3 separate regions of the Zea mays genome follow, and all the other regions are linked to region 2. A link is a contact called in public Hi-C data. All regions are on one chromosome and are shown on one strand. The core of a region is the stretch at or near the end of the contact, and the rest is flanking DNA. Distances in the headings are between cores, read along the strand shown.

What was found. Hi-C and Micro-C count contacts between places; a contact is called where the count stands out from the background.
Region 1: a contact with region 2 is called in a Hi-C map of tassel, with 4 times the contacts expected there. The contact joins the enhancer-like site here to the promoter of LOC103646603 in region 2. A contact is called at or near these places in 4 of 25 Hi-C or Micro-C datasets (ear, endosperm, leaf and 1 more).
Region 3: a contact with region 2 is called in a Hi-C map of ear, with 2.1 times the contacts expected there. The contact joins the promoter of LOC100381614 here to the promoter of LOC103646603 in region 2. A contact is called at or near these places in 3 of 25 Hi-C or Micro-C datasets (ear, leaf and tassel).

What each region holds. Positions count from the first base shown.
Region 1 is chr6:41,288,853-41,293,529 of Zm-B73-REFERENCE-NAM-5.0, reverse strand. It overlaps the pseudogene LOC103638136. Among protein-coding and RNA genes, the nearest start is that of LOC103630984, 62 kb to the left of the region's middle. Within about 2 kb of position 3,284, at least 20 of the 20 cell types and tissues checked have an H3K27ac peak or open chromatin away from gene starts, as enhancers often do. A contact at or near this core is called in ear, endosperm, leaf and 1 more, where this site is marked.
Region 2 is chr6:41,733,789-41,738,875 of Zm-B73-REFERENCE-NAM-5.0, reverse strand. LOC103646603 (putative receptor-like protein kinase) reads left to right here and starts at 3,751. Exons shown (of 5, transcript XR_004850110.1): 1 at 3,751-4,043; 2 at 4,272-4,365. It overlaps LOC103630989, which reads right to left and starts at 1,144. Exons shown (of 4, transcript XM_035960273.1): 1 at 1,109-1,144; 2 at 749-1,012; 3 at 583-642. The coding sequence starts at 1,144.
Region 3 is chr6:42,074,243-42,079,111 of Zm-B73-REFERENCE-NAM-5.0, reverse strand. LOC100381614 reads left to right here and starts at 1,855. Exons shown (of 6, transcript NM_001174432.1): 1 at 1,855-1,996; 2 at 2,098-2,186; 3 at 2,504-2,596; 4 at 2,720-4,669. The coding sequence starts at 1,891.

The DNA of each region.
Region 1 (4,677 bases), core at 2,035-4,534, 440 kb after region 2:
AAGATTTTGAAATGATGATTTTTTTCAATTGGTATCTTATTTTTGATAGAATTTCAAACTGGAACACCCTCTTCAAAAACCAATATCTAAAACCCTCTTGAATACTAAGAGGAGGATTTTATTGAGGGGGAGTTTTGTTTAGTCAAAGGAAAATCATTTGAAATAGGGGAGAAAATTTCAAATCTTGAAAATGCTTCTCAAAATCTTATTCTTTTATCCTTTGACCATTTGCAAAAGAACTTTGAAAAGAATTTACAAAAAAATTTGAAAAAACAAAACATGTGGTGCAAGCGTGGTCCAAAATATTAAAAATGAAGAAACAATACATGCCTATCTTATAAGAATTTATCGGTTCAATTCTAAGTAACCTTTGCACTTACATTATACAAACTAGTTCAATTATGCACTTCTATATTTGCTTTGATTTGTGTTGGCATCAATCACCCAAAAGGGGGAGATTGAAAGGGAAATAGGCTTACACCTTTTCCTAAATTGGTTTTGGTGGTTGAATTGCCCAACACAAATAATTGGACTAACTAGTTTGCTCTAGTCTATAAGTTTTATAGGTGCCAAAGGTTCACAACAAGCCAATAAAAAGACCAAAGATGGGTTCAAATAAAGAGAGCTAAAGACATCCCAAAAGGCACCCTGGTCTGGCACACCGGACTGTCCGGTGCACCAGGGAACTCGACGCTGAACTCCTCACCTTCGGGAAAATGGGAGGCCGCTCCGCTATAATTCACCGGACTGTCCGGTGAGGCACCGGACAGTGTCCGGTGTCACACCGGACTGTCCGGTGTGCTAGCGGAGCAACGACTACTGCGCACGTAACAGTCGACTGCAACGCATTTAATGCGCGCCTACGCGCGCAGATGACATAGCACGCATAGAAGGCGCACCGGATAGTCTACAGGACCTGTCCGGTGCACCACCGGACAGCCCAGAGGCCCCACCAGTCAGAGCTCCAACGGTCAGAACCCAATGGCCGGCTGACGTGGCTGGCGCACCGGATTGTCTGGTGCGCCATGCGACAGAAAGCCTCCCAACGACCACTTTTGGTGGTTGGGGCTATAAATACCCCAACCACCCCACATTCATTGCATCCAAGTTTTCCACCTTCAACACATTACAAGAGCTATAACATTCAATTTTAGACACAACCAAAGAGATCAAATCCTCTCCCAAGTCCGGAATCACTCCAAATCGAATAGTGACTAGAGAGAGCGACATTTGTGTTCATTTGAGCTCTTGCGCTTGGTTTGCTTCTTTTCTCTCTCATTCTTTCTTGTGATCAACTCTATTGTAACCGAAGCAAGAGACACCAATTGTGTGGTGGTCCTTGCGGGGACTTTGTGTCCCGTTTGATTGAGAAGAGAAGCTCACTCGGTCTAAGTGACCGTTTCAGAGAGGGAAAGGGTTGAAAGAGACCCGGTCTTTGTGACCACCTCAACGGGGAGTAGGTTTGCAAGAACCGAACCTCGGTAAAACAAATCCTTATGTCTCACTCTTTATTTGCTTGCGATTTGTTTTTGCCCTCTCTCTCGGACTCGTTCATATTTCTAACGCTAACCCGGCTTGTAGTTGTGCTTAAGTTTATAAATTTCCGATTCGCCCTATTCACCCCCTCTAGGCGACTTTCAAGGCATAAGAAAGGAAAACCCGTGGTATTCAAGTTGATCACTGGATCACTTGAAAGGGGTTGAGTGCAACCCTCGTCCATTGGGACGCCACAACGTGGAGTAGGCAAGTGTTATACTTGGCCGAACCACGGGATAAAACCACCGTGTCTCTTGTGATTGCTTTTCTGTGATATCTTGTGTTAGCAAGAGCTTGCTTCGTAGCCATACTAACACTTAACCAAGTTTTGTGGCTATAAGTATTTGATTTTTACAGGATCACCTATTCCCCCGTCTAGGTGCTCTCACCAACACCCGCGCGCTTCCCTAATCCCTCGCGGACTAGGCTTCCCCTGCACGACTAGGCCACGACAATGGCTGCCTCCGCACGACGAGGCCGCGGCATGGGCGAAGGAGGCGGCGCGACCTGCAGTCCAAGGTCTCACATCCACATACACGCATCCCAGGCCCGACCAACTGGACAACCAAACCCTAGTTGCATGCCTATCTCAGTGAGTCCCCGTGCCGCGCCGCGTCTTCCGGTGCCGGCTCCCCACTCCAGCCTCTAGCGCACAACAACAAAGAAGGAGATCGCCAAGCTTCTCGGCCGGCTCCTCGTCTCCACCATGCCCTCCTCGTCGGACGCCGACTATGTGTCCTCATCCCTAGTCCTTGTCAATTTCGTCAATAGCTGCATCCACGACCTGGCCCTCCCCTTCGCTGACGTGCTCTGCTTCCCAAGAACCTAGATAGTGAAACTCGGGTCCGAGTGCGTCCCTGTAGGACTTGTCCTCTCCCGCCTCTCGTCTTGACCCATTGTCCTTGTCAATCTGATCTAATCCATGTGAAGAAATGAATAGAATCGCTTGGTCGATCCGGTGCTGACATATCCCTTTTCATTTGTTGGTACACCTATGTCTCTCTGATCCTATCATTCCTCTGCCATAAGCTTATTGTTGGCTCTGTCTCTCTGATTTCCCAAGTGACGACGTAGACTTCTGCTCTTGCACATGCGTCATCTAATTGATTAATCTACAGTCTGGTCGCGTTGTGCTCCTACTGCTTGATCGACGAGTGCTGCGACCCATCTGTCATCTTCGTCAGCTAGACGAAGCATCCGAGTACAACTCTAAACATACGGACATTTTAATAACGAGAGCATAGAACGATAAAATAGTGCTTCTGCATCTTAATGTATTTTATTAATACATGTTGACTCCGTGGCAAAGGACTGGCATACACCTAGTATAAAATATAATACTGTTCTAAATTTGGTATAAAATATTTATAAAATATTAAACGTTGTCAAACATTCAAAATACCATAAAATCTCGAAATTTCTATGTAATTAAATAGAAATAATCCACGTTGGCTTCATAATGAATAATAATGCATAGAAAATATCTAAACTATGCAGCGAAAACAAAATATTCCAAGATATTATTTGCAAAATTCTAAATCTCATAAAAGTATTTTCTAATTTTTATAACCTTTTATTTTATTTTTATTCAATCTGCCGAAATAAAGAAAAGACCAATTCTTAATTCGCTGGAAATAAAAATGGGCTACTTGGCCTCTGTCGGCCTTTTGGCCCGTCTCTGTGCCGGTCCAGGCGGTGCGGCCCGTGCGCCCGGGCCGAGATGTCGGCCCACCAAAACCGCGCCCCCCCGCATCGCCACGGGGATAAGGATCGACGGGCAAGAATACACGGATCACTGTTTATCCATTTATCACAAACCCTACCCACTTTCCCCATTTCTCTCAGCCGTGCGCCTCTCGCCTGAAACCCTACCACTCTCGTCGCTTCTGTTCACCGGCGAGGTGGAGGACTGATCCGGCGTCCATTGTTGCGCTGTCGTCGAACTCCCCGCCGGCGAGCGCTTTCCTGCGAGGGCGCCGCCGTCGGTGAGATCCTCGGCGGTGCTTCTGCACTTGCAAGGAGGTACGGCGTCGGCCTGAGGGTTGCGAACTGTGAACTACCGACGGCAAGACCACGGTGCGTTCTCCTTTCTTGCTCCCTTGTTCTAATCCCCATCTCAAGATGGCTGTTGATTTCCGATTTGGGGATTCGGGGCTCGAATCTGGGGATTTAGGGTTCCATAAAGATCCGATCTGTGTTCTTCTTGCCACGTTTCTCACTAATCTTAGTTGAGATTCGGTCTCCTCTGCTCTTAATCCATTACGCATAGTTTGTGTGCGCGGAGGTGGAGGCTGACCCCAAAGAGAACTAGTGTACTTGTAGATCGTGTGGGCGTGTGGCGGAGGCAGACCCCACAGAGACCCAGAGGGGTGGACGTTGGACGCCGGAGCGGCGACCGGTAAGCTACTGTTTCACCCCGCCGCCCCTGCGTGTTGCACTACATACGCGATACACTGCACGAACAGTTAGTTGATCTGATAGCATGGTGTGCTCCCTAGCATCGATGGCGGCACCCAACGACCCCAATCTATACCACCATGCATCGCAGCTCTCTCCGTGGGCACGTCCGTACCATCCTGGCCGCGTCATCCTAGTACAATGGTCGCCGCCACCTCGTGGTTGGTACAAGCTCAACTTTGATGGATCCGTCTACCATGATGGCTCAGCGCGAGCCAGTATTGGTGGCGCCATCCGTGACAGCGACGGTCGTGTCGTGCTCGCATTCGCTGAGCCCACGGAGCACTCCACGGTGGGCATAGTGGAGGCGCGCGCGATGGCTCGAGGCCTTTGCCTGGCGCTTGGGCTTAACCTGCAGCGGGTGGTGGTCGAGGGCGACGATCTCGTGCTTGTGCGGCTGCTCCGCAGCGAGGACACGCAGACACGGATCCCCGTGGCGCTGCAGGAGGAGATCCACGAGCTGCTTCGCTGTTTTGAAGGATGCGATGTGAGGCATGTGTACCGGGAGGGGAACCAGGTGGCACACACCCTTTGCCGTCAGGCCTACCACTGCCCCGGCGTGTGGGTAGGGACTGTACCGTTTGTCGTGTTTGACAAGGCCGAGGAGGACCGACGTGGCGTGTTGCATGAGCGCGCGGTGGTCCGATGATTGGCCGGGCATACAAAGTTCTGGACGAGAAATTT
Region 2 (5,087 bases), core at 2,502-5,001:
GCTAGCAGCTGATTCCAGAATACATCAGGAGCACATTGAGTGGTGAAAAATCCTATCAGCACAAATGCAAGCCCAATCGAGAATCTAGCTGCTGCTGCAAGAAGCCCATCTATAGTTACACCACCAATGGTAGCCTTCTGCACTCTGAACAAATCAAAAGGAAACAGTGAAAAATTATATATTTGCTAATGATTTGTGCAATCAGAAATCGCAAAAAAGACTTAACAACACCTTGAATGTTGTGATCAGAAATCTTTATACAATTAACAATCCTACAGGCCTAGTAACTTCCTCCCCAATTGCCTTAAAAAAGACCTCCTCCCAAACCACACTGCAATACATAATCACAGGAAATTCCACCCAACTTCCTCTAATCCACCGAAAAGCAAGCACTTACGAAATAAACATCTTAGCTATCAGAACAAGATAAAAAAGAAAATCACAACGTCTGGAAAAAAAATCGTCCATCGGAAGCTCCACCAAAGCAACAATCACCTCTGCAGGAATACAAAAATTGCACCTTGAGAGCCAAACCAAAGATATCAACTTTTAAAACTTCCCCAAATCGGGAGATCTCCTTACCTCCTCGATCTTGTAGGAGCCAGGCGCCACATCTGCTAACCACAATCCTAGGTACAACAACTGCGATCCAGGGAAACCAAAACAAGAGAATAAAATCTCATGAATCACTGAATTCCTAGGGGAAACAAAGTCCAACAATTCTAACGCGTAGGTCTGAAATCCTTACGTCGAGCTGCTGCTGCACCATGCGAGGTCGCTTCTTGGGCCAGCGCGGGGGCCGTGTCCCACGGATTGCCGTGAAGTCGTCCGCGATCTCCTGCTTGGACAGCGCGACGGAGGACGCCTGCTTCTTCACCTCCGGCGTCGGCGCAGGCGCGCGCTCCGCGGCCTCGGTCGCATCGTCCGATCCCGCCTGACGCGTCGGGGCGACAGTCCGAAGGTTCCACGGCTGATGAGCGAGACGCTGGCGCCGCAGCGAACCGCCGCGTGACTGCCTGCGGGATGAAGTCTCTAGGGTTTTTCCTAGATGGGCCTTATAGAATTTAATTGATAGATGGGCCTCGTATGTTAACTAAATAACGCAGACCACACAGGCTACCGCGACGCAAATATAATGTACCATATCGGCCAGCCAAAGGTTGCAGTAGCAACTTATAAACCTTGCTGCTACAGAGGAAGCAGTTAGCTTGTGTAATCAGCTCTTGGTATTGTCAGCTTGTGTTGATTTTTTGCGCGCGGATGGGGCAGGGTGAGGAGGGCGCGGCTAGCAGGTTAGTGTGGCGATGGACGATCCAGATTGAACAACAGTGATGGACGATCCAGATTGAACGAAGGCAGAACGGCAGGCTACCCTTACCGCCTTAATAAGTAGTAGAGATTAAAGTTGAGATAATTATTTATAGAATAACCTCTTATATGATTTATATTAACCAATTTATAATGTAGTTTAATATTTTAATCACATAAATACTCCATAACATCATAACTCCTTAACCGTAACTCCGATTTTAGTGGTTCTCGTTCCCATGATCTCGTAGCAACGCGTAGATCATTATTATGCAGTATGTTCTTATGTTTGATATGATGTTAATTTTGTCTATACCATGTCTGTTTGTATTGCTACGACTAGCAGTGCGGTCACGACGATCTGAAGAATCACCCTAGTAACTGGAATCTCAAGTGCCAGGCAAGTTGTGCCCTTGACCAATTCTATTACCCAATAATGTTCTTTATTATCATTATTCATGCATAAGTTTAATTTTGATAGGACCCAATAGGTCACCCTAGTATGTTTATCCTTTTTACCTTATTTACCCTTGAATCACTTGGGTAGTGTTGCTATTGCTTTATATGGTTTTCTTTTAATATTTCATTACATCCATGTTCCTATTATTCTGCCATGTTATTTATGTTCATGATAAGATCATTATCTTTAATGCGAATATGGAGAACCACCCAAGAAAACAGTGCCACCACAAGGGTGGTATGGGACGCCCTTGACTGACTAATTAGGAAAGCTAGTGGAAGACTACCTTACCCGAAAGGGGCAAGGGCAGTAGGGGATTGCATGTAGGGAGGTTCTCGGGTTGATTTTGATGTGATGGCGGTCAGACGAGGGATTCTTGCAAGTGCTCTTCCCATAAACTGTAGCGGGTTTTCGGAAGCTAGTGGAACTTTGTAAAGGCCTCGTAGTGGATCGCTAGCCATTCACCTCGGTAGTGTCTAAGGGCCTTGCAAACCCTGGCGACATGGGATACAAGACTTGTGGGTACAGGGTACAACCTCTGCAGAGTGTAAAACTGGTATACTAGCCGTGGTCACGGTCATGAGCGACTCGGACACTCACATGATCAATTTATGTAACTTAAATTCAATTTTGTCATTTGCATTTGCATGTGATTATTTATTAATTTTGTTCTATTATTTATTATGGTTTGGTATTTACTTACATTTAGTAACTGCTAATAAAATTTGACCAACTTATTAAAAGCAATGCTCAGCTTTAACCCCTATTGTTGATCAACCTTACACATCACATGAACTCCCACCTTTGGTGAGTTCATACCCACTGGTTTCCCCACAACTTGTTGAGCTATGATCATGTGTGAGCTCACCCTTGCTGTCTCACACCCCCACAGGAGAAGAACAGGTGGTTCAAGAGGAGCCACACCTCGAGGAGTTTGACTTGATCTAGGTGGCGTCTCCCAGTTGACTTTCTGGCGCCAAGGATGGACTTTAGTTCGATCTATATTTATATTTTGTAAGACTTCCGCTATGTAATAAGTACTCTGACTATATTGTGACATTTATCTCTATACACTCTGTTATTATATATGTTGTCTTCTTTGGCGCATGTATGAGATGCACCCGGCTTTGTTCCTTAAATCTGGGTGTGACATGCACATTCTTCTAGATCCATCCTATTTATCCACAAAAAGAACAGGGGATCCCCAAGGTGATGAGCTAGGCCAGATAAAACTCCTTTCTAGCAACTATTCTATTTGTTTCTTTAGCTCACCTAAGTCTTTAACATCCATCCTATATGGTCTTTTAGAAATAAGTGTGGTGTCATGCTTTAACTCAATAGAGAACACTATATCTTGATCGGGTGGCATACCTAGTAATTCTTTTGGGAGTACATCTTGAGGGTCATTTAAAACTTATCTAAGACGTGCACGGTGTGTTTCACATATCGCAACTTAAAAAGTGCTTAAGAGTACCCACGTTAATGCCCCCCATGCAAGGGAGCCGCCGCTGATCGGAGCGAGTCTAACGACCTTGAAGAGCGTTGTCCGTCCCCTCTGAGGTTGTGCGTTCGTCTCCGCCGAGGTTGCGCTGCGCTAGACCGGAGCACGTGGACCGCAATCAACAGACTCTTCACTCTTGTTCTTAATCAACAGACTCTTCACTCTTGTTCTTGGTATATAAACGTAATCCAATCTACTAATTCATTTTTAGATCATCTCTAAGAGACTAGATTAGCCAAATGGCTCGTTAAACCAAATTTCAACTAATCAACAGTAAAATAACACTTTAACATATTAACCATCTGACTCGTCAAACTATCTTACTCTTTAAATCGACTCTCTCACTAGATAAACTTGGCTAGCTGCTGTGACTTACCAAATTAGAGCAGTAAGATACTATATATAAAGTGTGATTTTTTTTAAAAAAAAGATAAATAGAGAGTCAATATAAAGACAAAAATGAGGAGTCGTGCTGTGATACACGCGTTTTCAGTTGCTGGATCTTGGAAGAAGAAAACAATATCCGGTTGCTGATTTGTTTAATGCAAGGTGAACGCGAAAACAGCTGGATCTGGGGAGGGGACGGGCTGCCAGAGCTCGTGCCATTTGCTCCAAACAAGGGTTGACCGGCGCGCAAAGCAAATCCATTCGCGCCCCCGCAGCGTTGGAACGCCAAGATTGAATAGATGGTGGTGGTGGACAAAGAAAGCTTAGTGCCTGGTGGCGGCGGCATCTGATTCTGATTTCTGGAGACTCCCTCCTTTTTTTTAGCAGGTGAGAGTGAGCTTATCTTATCTGTTTGTCGAATGCTCCAGAGTGACCTGGTCTGCTGGACATTCGTGGTTGTGCTGAGTAATGATTGCTGAGTAGTAGACATAGAGCATCCATATGTAGTCCAATCAGAAATCATATGTTGGAAGATTATCACTAACAGCCGTGGTCTCTTTCTCACTGTGTATGGAAACTAAGTCCATGTTATATATACTTTTTGTGGGGCGCCAGTATTCAAGGAGGAGGGGTGGCTAGATCTGCTGTAGCGGATGCCAACAGAAATGGACAAGGAAAGAGGTGCCAGCGCATAAGGAGAAAGGGGCAGGTAACAGCCATGGCTATAAATCAGGGATATGATTGTTACTCAGTTTCCTTAGTTTGTTTCAAAATAATACTTCCTAGTCCCAAAATATAGTTCTTTCTAGGCTATATTTTATCTGTCCACATCCATTCAAATCAAATAATAATGAATATAGATATGCATGCAAACTACATTCATATGTTACTTAATGAATGTGTAATTAGTCTAAAACAAACTATATTTTGGGACCGAGGGAGTAGCAGATTAGTTTTCCTAAAAGTATTAAATGGTTTTCTTAAGCTATAAGTTGCCTACATCTATAAAGGCGCAGGTTGTAGTTCGTATTCGGCATCAAATGAATAAGATAAGATATCCCAGTTTGGGGCGGGATCACATATGATCATCTTGGCTAGAGATGGCCAAACGGTCCGTCCGGCCCGTGTCCGATGAAGCCCGGCCCGTGCTCGGTGAAGCCCTGCCCGTTTTGGGCCCGGTTAGAAAATCGGGTCGGGCCATCCAAACCCGCGGGCTCGTTTTTCTGTCTGAGCCTGGCTCGATGCGGGCCTAAACGGGCCGGGACAGCCCAGTAAGCACGGTTTAGTGTAAAAAACGGATTTGACGGGCTTAGAGGTAAACGGACCGTGCCGGGCTAGTTCATCGGGCTTAGTTTCCTGTCCGAGCCTGGCCCGCTTATTTGTGCTGGGCCGGTCTGGGCTCGTACCAGACCAAATAACGTGCTTCGTGCC
Region 3 (4,869 bases), core at 606-3,105, 340 kb before region 2:
CAGTCTTCAGCAATCAGTAGGGACAAAGAGGCTTCACGAGGTGTATAACACGCTCACACCCAACGCCTCCACTCCACGGAGCAGCCAACAAGCACCGAGCAGGCGAGCAGCCAATGGGGGAGGCGGCACCTGCCTGAGTCCTGATCCTGATGGAGTGAGGGAGCGGGACTGAGGGCGACGACCGGTGTGGGAGAGGACAGGAGGAGCCGAGGGCGCAGGCTACACTGCCGATGTGCCGCAGCGCGTGCGGGATGAGCCATGGGCGTAGCGCGGACGTGCAGTGCGAAGGGGTGAAGAACGGTCAGCGGCGGCTGGGCGCGTGCGGAGAGGTGCTGCCAGAGTGTGATCTAACTTTTTAGATTTTTGTGGGCCAAATTTACCATATACTACTGTTTCTAATGGGCCACGACCGAGGCGGCAGCCCCCGGTCGCACATCCGCCAGTGACCAGATACTTACGAGAAGGCCCTAGTATATAGTAGCATCCACCGTGGTTGTTGTACTAGAATATAACAACTTCATAGGTTTGGGTTCCAAAATTCAATACCCTGATGCTTTAGAACCTTGTGCACATGGTGTATAGGATAGTTTGATGTCGTTGACGCATCTTAATACCAAGAGAAAAACACAATAACCCCAAATCAGTCGTATTGAACTTGGTGCTCATCTCCCACTTCAACTAGAGTATGCTTACCCTAATTTTCCATCGTTCGAAAACCAAAACAAAAATCCATAAATCAGGGACATGAAAACAATAGATTTCCCAAACAATCGTCTTTGCCATGACCTAACTTTATTTTGACTCTACAAAACACATAATGTTCACAAATAACATTTTTTTAACTTTAATAACTGAAACCATAGAGTGCTAAGATGTTTTCAGTACGCACACGGGCACACACATATCCTTTGAAGTGTAGAGGATATCAATACATAGCTCTGTATCTATTTCGATTAGTTTTATATCTAAAACAATATCTATATCTATCTTTCCATCTTTTTCAGTTAATAATATTTGAATCAATAACACCGAAATCTGTTTTGTTGGGACTATAGTCGCCGGCGTCCAGTTCAACAGTCTCCTTTCCTAATTTCACTTTAAATTTCAATCCCAAACCCAAGTGATCGAGCGCGGCTATTAATTGTAGGAGATAGAAAGATTGGTTTTCAAGCAGAAAGATGCCGTATAAGTTATTGCAAGAGATATTTTTCTAAAGAAAAAAATGAAATGAACATTAAATAAGCCAGCCCCCTAACAGTAAACCTTTCATTATATTTCCTCTTGACAATTGATAAAGTATATATCTAAGCATATCTGAGTAACATCTCTCTATCAATGACAACCCGTAGTACTAGATTACCCTACCACTCGCCTATAGAAGTATAGATAGATAGCCTCGAGTCCACGCTCCACGAACAGCGCCGCAGAAGATCCATTGCCACACCACCGCACAGTGGAAGCTAAGCTAGCGACCTTCTTTCTCGGATGCTCTCTCGGTCTCTCGTCCTCGTCACGGCGAGCACGTGAGGAAGAGGAGAGTCTCTGAGCGCCGGGCCCCATCTCCTCCCTGGTCCCTCACGCCTCGTGCCCCACCCACCGCGAACCTTTTCGAACTTGGCTCGACCACGCGCCCGTACAGCCCACCACCCCCTTGCACGCGCCCTGCGCCGCCGCACTCTCACTGACACCATGCCCCGCTTCGCGTTGTGGCCCAAGTGCAGAGAGGTGGACGTGGCGGCCCTCGCGGGGCCCGCACCGTCGCTGCTTCCACGTGGGCCCCCACCTCCCCGGTACCCCACAGTTCAAGATCTGAATTCGTCAGGGGAGAGTGAGACGCAAGGTCTCCGGCAGAGCCTAGAGGAGCAGACAGGAGAAGCGGAGGCGGAAGCGATGCTGCACGGCGGTGGGTCGCGAGCACCGGCGAAGCCACGGCGCCCCAGCTCCCACTCTCACTCCCGCCAGCGGGCGCCGTCCCCGCCCACTCCGTCGCGCCGAGGTGAGCGAGCACGGGCCGAGCTCGCCTCTCCGTTTTCGCATTTCTGCGTCTAACCACAGAGCCTTTTTTGGTCTGGTTTTCTCCGTGCCGTGATTGCGCAGCGAGCGGGGCTGTCGCTTCGGCTTCCCACGAATCGAAGGAGCAGTCGGCGTTGGAAGCTCCGGTGATGTCTTCCGTGGAAGAGACATCGGTGAGTAGACCACCACCACCAGTCCGGATGTCCCCATCTCTTCCTGTCACTCTTCTTCACCAAGGTTTTTGGTTACTACAGCTGCTGCTGCTGCTGCTTGTGCATGTTTAAATCGCCCCTCTCCAATTTAGAAACATGTGCTTTGTTAATTAATTATGTTTCGTGGGTTTTGAAAAAGAGAATATTTTATTATTTGTCATTGGACTAGAGCTTTTCTTTAAAAAAAACCCCCGAGTTTCACTTGTCTTCCTCGTCATTGATTTGGCACGATTGTCTACCTCGATTTCTTATCAACTACTGTTATATTGTTGCACCAGTTCACGTTTGAGTTCAAAAGGGCAAAGAAGGCAATGACGCCGCCGTCGCTGCTGCCGGTGGATGAGCCGAGGGGCGAAAACAATTCAAGAGAGGTACATGATGCAGCGCTACACTGCTGTCCACAAATGCACTTCGAACGCAGTTAAAATACGTCTGATTAGTGAACTGCTTGTTGAAACCCCTGTCCGTGCTCTCTCTTTCTCTATGTTTTGCAGGGCCTCTCCAACAAGCCAAGCGCTGTCCCTGCGAAGAAAGACACGCCGAAGCAGGTGGAGTTCACCCATTGCTCGCCTGGTATTGTTGGCAGGCTGATGGGCCTAGACACCGTGCCTCGCCCCAAGAAATCTCTTGACCGCTGCCAGAGTGACACCCGGGGTAACCGGCGACACTTGTCAGGAGTTGCTCGAGGCGTGGACAGCGCTTCGTCTGGGGATCAGGCATGTAACACCAGTTCTGATGAGCTGCCAGCATTTAACGATGTTTTCGAGGTAACAGAGATGGAGAACATGGCGATGCATGGGCCGCTGCAGCCTGGAAATCAGGAGCCATATCTGACAAACATTGAAGCTGATCTTGAATTTGTGAGGCAAAAGTTCTTGGATGTTAAGCGCCTTGCCACTGGCGAAGGGAATATGAACTCTAAGGAGTTCAGCGAAGCACTCGAGGTACTGCACTCCAAAAGGGATGTTTTCCTTGAAATCCTTCAGGAGAACAGGACTGCAGTGTCAGGATTCTCAGGACACATCCTTAGCCACAGTGGGTTGCAGTGCTCTTCTTATACCAGCAATGCTGCTGCTGCTGCTGCTGCACAACCGTTTGAGAAAGAAATCCCTTGTGGCATGGAAGGTGTGTGTGACGGGATGCATGTCATACCAAAAGAGTTTGAGGAACCCGTTCCTAGCATGCCGCCCAGAGAAACTTCAGTTACACCAGTGGCGCCCTTGGCACCAAATGAGGGCAAGAGTAAAGGCTCATGCCGTCGCTCTGAAATCGTTGTTCTGAAGCCAAACCTTCAGAGGAAAAGTTTCACACCTGTTCTCTCTCAAATTGTTGTTCTGAAGCCAAACCTTCAGAGGAAAAGTTTCACACATGTTCTATCAAGCCAAGAAGCATCACAATATAAACAGAAGAGAGATACACAACATTTGAAGCCTCCACACCATAGTAAACAATTTTCTGTGGCACGAAACGATGAAGTTCTCGAAGGAGAAAGGGGTTTTGCACTACAGAAGGCTAGAAAGCAAGCACATAGGAGTGGTAGCAGGAGGAGATCATCCCAGGAAGAATATAACCTTGAAGCAGATACTGAGAAGGCAAGAGTTAGTTCTACTTCTACCTCTCATGAAGACACCGTGCCCATTTATTCAAGCATCCATTCTTCGGGACCATCAGTAAGTAGAAAGGCTAGAAAGCACCTCTCGAAAAGATGGCAAATGACCTGCCAATCTGATTCAGAAGATTCAATTCCTAAAGGCATAAAAACACTAGGTGAAATGCTCGGACTGTCTGATAGAGATGCACCAAGAGAAACCACCCACATGGTAGGATCAGATCCAAACTTCAGTCCCTATAATGTGAGAGAGGTGCCAGACAGCCCTCTTGGCATTAGCAGTAAAGATGGGTGGAAGACAGGGATTTACTGTGAAGATGATTCAAGAGCTGGTATATCAAGGAATTTTCTCAGGTCCAAATCTCTTCCAGCCTCATCTACCACTTCTACAAAATTATCATGCAGGAGACAGTCTGCACCAACCTGTAGGTTGCCCATTCTGAAAGATATATTGAATGCACCCACTGATGAATCTGAAAATGCACATATCAGGAAGAGATCACCAATCAGAAATGCAAAACAGAGAAATGAAAAAGCAACTGCCCATCTAGGAAGGGAAAATATGCTACCTGAAAAAGAAATTCATGTAACCTCGGAAATAGCCAGGCACAGCATCTGCGTTTCTGATATTTCTCGGGCAAGCAATATACATACTGAAAAGTGCCCTGATGATGCTATCAAAACTGAGGATCAGGAAGAGTCTGATTCTGCTCTTCAACATGATTACAAGAAAAAAACACAAGGTTTTATGGGATGCTACCAGACAATAGCAACATCATCTCCGGAGACAAAAGAAGTTATATCAATTCAGAATCAGGATTGCATAGAATTGAAGGTATGTTCCAACAGTGTCATTATCAAGCACTTTAACATTTACCTTGTCAATGTTAGGTGGCCAACATGTACAAACAATCTTTATGATTTCAAAAAACTAGAGTTAGCTTATGTGGTGTTAACATTAAGGATCATTGCCATATTTCTGCAGAGGAAGAAATACTTAAGACTTGAGTTTGGTGGGTTTAGGGGGTGGACAGT